2 separate regions of the Hordeum vulgare genome follow, and region 2 is linked to region 1. A link is a contact called in public Hi-C data. All regions are on one chromosome and are shown on one strand. Each heading gives the region's core, a stretch centred on a gene start, on an enhancer-like site or on the middle of the called end of the contact. The rest is flanking DNA. Distances are from core to core; before and after follow the strand shown. Region 1 holds the start of LOC123427656 (organic cation/carnitine transporter 7-like). Region 2 holds the start of LOC123427659 (probable protein phosphatase 2C 44).

Region 1 (3,194 bases), core at 93-2,592:
AGATATCATACTTGTTATTCATATAGCATCAGTCAGCAGAGTAAATCTAAAGATCTTATATCTAAGTCCAAGGCTGAAAATAAAAATTGGTGCATTTATTTTAGGGGATTTATTAGGCAGGTTTAATAAACATTTGTATTTCCTATTCCCTCCATTTATATGCAAAATCTAACATGAGACAGAAAAGAAAAGACATGTCTGAAAAAATGTAAGAAAAGGACAGGCAATACAAAAAAGGAGAGACACACTTTTCTTGCCCCACTCCACTAACTGATGAACTCATGCATGATGCATCATGTGTTGGGCATCAATGCGTTGGATATCAGATAGATCATACTAGACCCAAAAGCAGTGCAGGCACACTTTCTATTAACGTCGAAGCAATTTAAGCGTTAACACACAGAAACAAACAGGATGTCGGCATGCATCATGAGTGTTAGGCATCGATGCCCCGGACATTAGATAGATCATAGATCCAAAAGCATTGAAAACACGCTTTCCACTGATGTCGAAGCAACTTAAGCATGAATACACACACAAGCAGGATGCGAGCAAGAACAGACCCACCAACCAATCCACCAACTGTGACCAAACAAGCACGTGATAATCCAGAACAAGCACCGAACGAGAACCAAAACAAATCCAAGAGAGCATCAATGCCAATAGCGACGAGAAGCATTCGGCGCATCACATTGTCAATCTCTTTCTATGTGCTTTGCGCATTCCCGAAGCAAACGGTCAACTCGCCGCTCGCGACCGACACCAGGCTGGGACCGCCGAATCTGAAGAAATGGCGGTCGTGGATCCTCACCATTTTGATCGGTAGCTCGCCGGCCGGAACAGAGGGTGGCCTGGACAGCGGCGATCCTCAGCAAGCTGGGAGCATATCAAGCTCGGCCCTCGCCCCGCGCCCGGCGCCCGAGTGCCTGTCCGCCTGACCAAGATCCAAAACAAGAAACGGATGCACGCACGTCCGGATCACCACATAAGGCCACGCAAGACGAGAACGGGAGCTTGGCGAGAGGAAGAAGAAGAAGAGGAGAGGGAGCAAACCGGAGGGTGGGAGGGGTGCGTTTCTTGGATCTGCGCCGACGCAAGAAAGAAGCGCGTGATCCGGCAGGACGGGGGTGGTGGATCGGCCTGCCGGGCGGGGGAAGGAAATGGGCGGGGGAGGGATCGGAACGAATCCCTTGGCGCCGGTTAGGAATCAACCGACGACGGGTCTTGTCTGGCGATTTGTCTCCTCCGACGTTGTGGGATGGATGGCGGGTCTGGGTCGTAGGTTGGCGGCGTGGCCCCTGCGGTGTGGGGATGGGGAGGAAGGAGATGCGGTATGGAGCCCGCGGTATGACCGGACCCGAACGGGGGAGCTTGGAACTTGGAAACGTGCCCGCGGTCAACGCCGGGGTACAGTGCGCGGCACATGGGCGCGTGGTGACTTCCGCGCTTTGCGTTGCGTGCTGCCACGGCGTCGTCGGCGTGGTACGGCTCTCGCCGCGAGAGGTCTTGACCGTGTCCGGGGACGAAGGTTCGGCGCGCGAATTTGACTTGATCTGTGCTTGCGTGCTGCGTCCTCCTGCTCGTTCGTGTTTAGCGGCAGGCTACAGTCGGTGGATATGCTTGATTTGCAGGGGGGCTTAAATGGGTGGCAACAGTTGATGCAGTACGATTCGATGTCGAGTTGCTATGATATCATACGTGTTTTCATTTACCTATTTGACTCCAAGAGCCGCATGCGCTTTTTATGTGTTACTAGACTAGAAGGGTTGTGTGCATTTTGCTGTGTTATTATTTGTGATCTTGGAAGTCAATTAGAAAAACAGTTTGGCATGTGAGATAGATATAATGGTGTATGCTTTTTTATACTCCCTCTGTTTTCAAAATGATTGTCTTAACTTTATACTAGCTCTAGTACATAGATATAATGAAGTATTAGGCTTGAGACACTTATTTTGAAACGGAGGAAATAAGTGTTAATTACATTGATGATGCTAGAACTTGATACAAACGATCATTTTGGTTGTAAAGCTGGTATACATTAAGGTGATGCAATAACTTAGTTTTGATGTGCAGATGTAGTGGTTATCTTGTTGGTATACCGAATCGGCATTTACTAGGCGTGTGGGGGTTTGTTGTCAGCCACTAGACCAAGGAGAAATGACGTATGGCTTGATTTTCTAAAGGAAAAAACCTTAAAATATATATTTTCACAAAAAAAACATGTTGACATGGGAGAGGCGACATTTTATTATATTTTCATCTCTATGACTAGTGATTTTATTTTATCACTTGTATGATCAGTTGGTTTCATCTCTTAGGAGAGAGAGTGAGAATTACACGAAGAAGGGTAGGCATCACCTCTAAAACCCACAACCTACACCTAGCAAGCAGTTCGGCTGCAAGTCCACCCATATGACATGGACGCAAGTAGAGCTTAAATGGAATGCATATAATGCAGCCCATTTTGCACCTCTTTGTTTTAAAAGAAATGTAGAAAATATATAAATTATAATCTTAGTAACAAAATAAACATCTGAATATTCGTGTATACAAAAATTGTACACACAAAGGAAATAAATTATTTTTAAAAATTGTCCAGTATGATTTTGGGGAATATCCTTGAATGTTGTCGATCCTAACTCCTAAGACGTCTCTTCTCGTCAAAAAAATGAGGAATATGCTTTTCTTGCCTATGAGGTTTTTGCGAGGCGTGCATGCATGGTTATAAATATTTTCTTCGTCTCCGTTCGGGTGTTGTTGAGGTGTTCATTTCCAACCCAGATCTCCACCGGTATGAGAGAAAGATAATTCATTCGTTATTGATTAAGGTTGCATCCTAAATATCAATTTTAAATATTTAATAGGTAAAATAACATCATATTTAGATTCTACACGTTTTTCTAATAAAAAATCACATATAACATGTTAAATTTAAAGTTACGATTTAAAACTAAGGAAAATTTAAAAAGCCTTTGATATGTATTGCGGGCTGATTAGCCCAAAATTTAAAGGGTTTTCCATAAAAGCGAAAATATGACTTAAAATTGATCTACGGTTTGATTACCAGAAACATCAAGGGTTTTCTATAAAAATGAAAAAACTCACTTAAAACTAGAATGTGAGTTGACTACCAGAAATAAATATTTTAGTAGGTTTAGATTTCAATAATTATACACATATCAAAGTAGGTTTAG
Region 2 (3,356 bases), core at 232-2,731, 140 kb before region 1:
TTTTGTGTGTGTGTGTGAACAGAGTTCCATGCTCATCAGCCAGGCTCGTAAATCGCAACTAATGAGAATTTCAGTAATCTAACAAGCTGACCCCCTTTTCTGGCGAGAACAAGCTGACCATTTTAAGAGTTCAAAACTTGCACCTTATTCTGTTGGATAACTTTTGCACAAATCGACACAAGAAACCAACAATTTTAAAACAAATATAGAACACGGAGCCTTCCTAGGTCCTACTATTAATTTTATACTTATAAGCAAATCGAAGGCAGCAGTGCGTGATTCCTTGCGGGTTTTGCTTAAGGCTAGTGGAGGAGTAGTGGCTAGACTAGACTAGACTAGACTGGACGTAGACGCGGTGCAAGGAAGGGTCCAAAAGGTGGACAGGTTGCTTACGGCTGGCATGACTTGCGTGAGTGCCGCACCCGCACCCGCACCCGCACCAGGTCAAAAAGTGGGAGCGATGCTCCCAAAGTCCAACTTGGCTTGGAACTTGCCAACCCAACCAAACCTTTCAAATCCCTTTATTATTATTTTTCTTCTTTTTTCTTTTTTGAGAAACCAAAGCTTTCAAATCCTGTGACCCCAAGTTTGCACCAGTTGTTGCAACCTTTTTACAGAATTTTATTTAACCGCCGCCAACAAGTAGCAGTAAAAAAATAGCCAGAAGTAAATCATGTGGTGGTGGTAATCGCTCGAAATCTCCTCTGCGCCGGTTGTAGAAGCTGATGATCGATTTTCGGTAGAGCAAAAGGAGGAATTTTTACGAGTTAACTCGCAGATCAACGCACCCAACCCAACCCAACCCAACCTGTCCTCTGTATTCATTCAATCAAACACCCCCAAAAAATCGAAACAGAAGTGTGTGTATATGTACAACTAGAGTATACGCGTGCAAGGAGGAGCTTTTGTATCAATTTTTAAAGCCCCGGCAGGGCGGGCGCGGTGGAAGCTTACCCGGATCATGTTGAGTATGTCGGGCCGCTTCCGTCCGCCGCAGGAGGAGGAGGACGAGGAGGAGGCGGCGGAGGGGGAGCAGGAGGCGGAGGACGTCGACGCCGTCTGCCGCTCCATCCGGCCGACCATAAGCCAAGAAGCACGAGCAACCGCCGCCGGCCCGCGCACCCGCAGGCCACAGCCACAAGACGGGGAGAAAGGGAGAAACTTGCTCGAGAAGACGAGGCGAGGTAGCGGCACACGGGCGGGGGTGGGGGGTGGGGGGGAAGGATGGAGAGATCTTTTGGGTTTTATTGTGGACTCCGCTGGGCTGGTGGCGATGTGTGTGTGACGACGGGTTGGCGTCTCCCCGGACGATTCCGTGGCCGGACGGACGACACTTGTGGTGGGAAGGCCAAGGCCGGGAAAAGCTTTGGGGTCGTTGGTTGTGCCGAGTACTAGTATTTGTGGTGGAGCCACGGCCCACAGCGACTGTGTGTGTGGGTGCCGCTACGAGAGGATGAGGGGGAGGAGGAAAATCGGCGGATCAACCGTCATCGGCAATGCAAGGCCGGCCAGGTATTTATATAGGCACACCATGTGGACTGGTTTTTCTTCCACGGCCCGGTTGGTTTCTCGACATGCTTCGGTTCATTGCGCCGTCGGACCCGCATCGGTTGCCTCTCCTGCGGTTCATGGTCGACGCGGACCTCATCTCCTCCCTATACCCATTTTCTTTCCTTCTCTCGAAATGGCGGCATATGGACGTCAAGGAGGTGATTGCCGGAGGTACCGAGCGGTACATCGCCGCGGATCTTTCCTTTTCATGGACACATATATTCTTCTTGTTTGTTTGATTTTTAACCTTGAGACAATGGTGGAGTCCTCCACTAATATATTTTTGAAAGTCATAAGAGCAACTTTAATGGGACGATCCATTTCGCCCGTGGTCGTCCGTTTGGGTCGGCGCGGGGAAAAATGATTACCCAACGCGCCGATCCATTGTCAAAACGCGTCCGCTTCACGTCCGCGCCAACCCATTTTCGATCCAAATTTGGGACTGAAATGCGTAGACGCGGACGCGCGCGCCCCTCGGTGTCCGCCCCCAACCACCGTGGTCAACATAATTTATGACAGCCGCCATCCTCGGACCCACGCGTCGGCGACCAAGCAAAGGCGTCTGCTGACGGCGGAGCAGCGGCGAGACCCCACATACGCGGCCGACTCCCCTAACTGGGAGGTGTGGTTCGCGGTGGAGCAGAGCCGCTGTGGCGTGCGCCAAGTGCAGCCAGGAGGCCCTCCGCCACCCTCGCCTGTCGTTAGCGACAAGGACCAGGAGGTTGAGGCCGCTTACCAGGCGACGCTCGCTGGAGTCCTCCGCGACAGCGAGGAAGAAACCCGACGCATGGGCGAAGAGGAGGCGGCGTACCAGAAGCAGCTCGCGGAGGCCATGGCACTGTCGGCCGCCGGCGACTGCGTCATGCCACCTCCGCCGGAGCCCGAGCCCGAGCCCGCGCTGCCGCGGAGGTCTACCAGTGGACCGGCGTCGTCCAGGAGTTCATCAGCGCGCCGCTCATCTGGCTGAGCGCGACCCCACTGTAGGAGCAGGCCTACCTCGAGCATTGGAGGTCGGTGCACCTGCAGGCGGAGCGCGCCAAAGGCCTGCGGCTCATGGAGCTGGAGAAGGAGGAGGAGGAGGAGCGTGCTCGTGCTGCTGCGCTGTCACCGCCACCGCCACAGCCTGCGCCGGCGGGGCAGACGACGAGGCACACGCAGTTGCGCTCTGAAACTCGGCGTTCCCCTGGGCCGGCCCTGCGGCAACGCTGGTCGACCTCACCGGCCCCGACGACGACGACGACGCTGCCTAGGGCTGCATGGATGCAGTTTTAGTTTTTTATTTAACGTAATGCGGACGCGACGTGTGGATTATCGCCGGTCTTCGTGGTCGGCTTTTAATGTTTAATTATGCATTATGTCTTCTTTTTTCTTGCCGGCAAAAAAAGGGTCCGGTCAGCGTTGGGTGCACGAACCGATACATTTGCGAAAGCGGACGTTCGTGTCCGCGTGGCTGACCCAAACGGACAAAAAGCGAACGAAATCGATGTCCGTTTGGGTCGGCCCGTTGAAGTTGCTCTAATTGCGGAATTATATGGGGGCCTCGCCCACAGGAGAAGAGAGGGGGCGCGACTAAGCACTAACTTACACTAAATGGCAAACAAGAATGGCGGGGCATCAAAGTGAGTTAAGAAAGGGGGAGATAAAATGCTCTACGCTCTCTCAGATCTACGAATCAACAAAGAAATATCCTCCTTCAATCAGGCTAGCCAGGGCTGACGAGAAGGCATAACCCCCATGAAGTGTTTGTTGTTTCGTTCTTCCCAAATACTTTATGTGGCCATAGTGAAAAGCCCCATATATATGCA

Evidence for each region. A called contact is a pair of places that touch in the nucleus more often than the background predicts.
Region 2: a Hi-C map of leaf shows a contact between it and region 1, with 3 times the contacts expected there. The contact joins the promoter of LOC123427659 here to the promoter of LOC123427656 in region 1. A contact is called at or near these places in 6 of 6 Hi-C or Micro-C datasets (leaf, seedling and an unstated tissue) and 1 of 1 datasets of contacts at active chromatin or transcription factors (embryo).

The regions. Positions count from the first base shown.
Region 1 is chr2H:603,129,499-603,132,692 of MorexV3_pseudomolecules_assembly, reverse strand. LOC123427656 (organic cation/carnitine transporter 7-like) reads right to left here and starts at 1,342. Exons shown (of 6, transcript XM_045111753.1): 1 at 1,054-1,342.
Region 2 is chr2H:603,268,549-603,271,904 of MorexV3_pseudomolecules_assembly, reverse strand. It overlaps LOC123427659 (probable protein phosphatase 2C 44), which reads right to left and starts at 1,481. Exons shown (of 5, transcript XM_045111755.1): 1 at 955-1,481. The coding sequence starts at 1,083.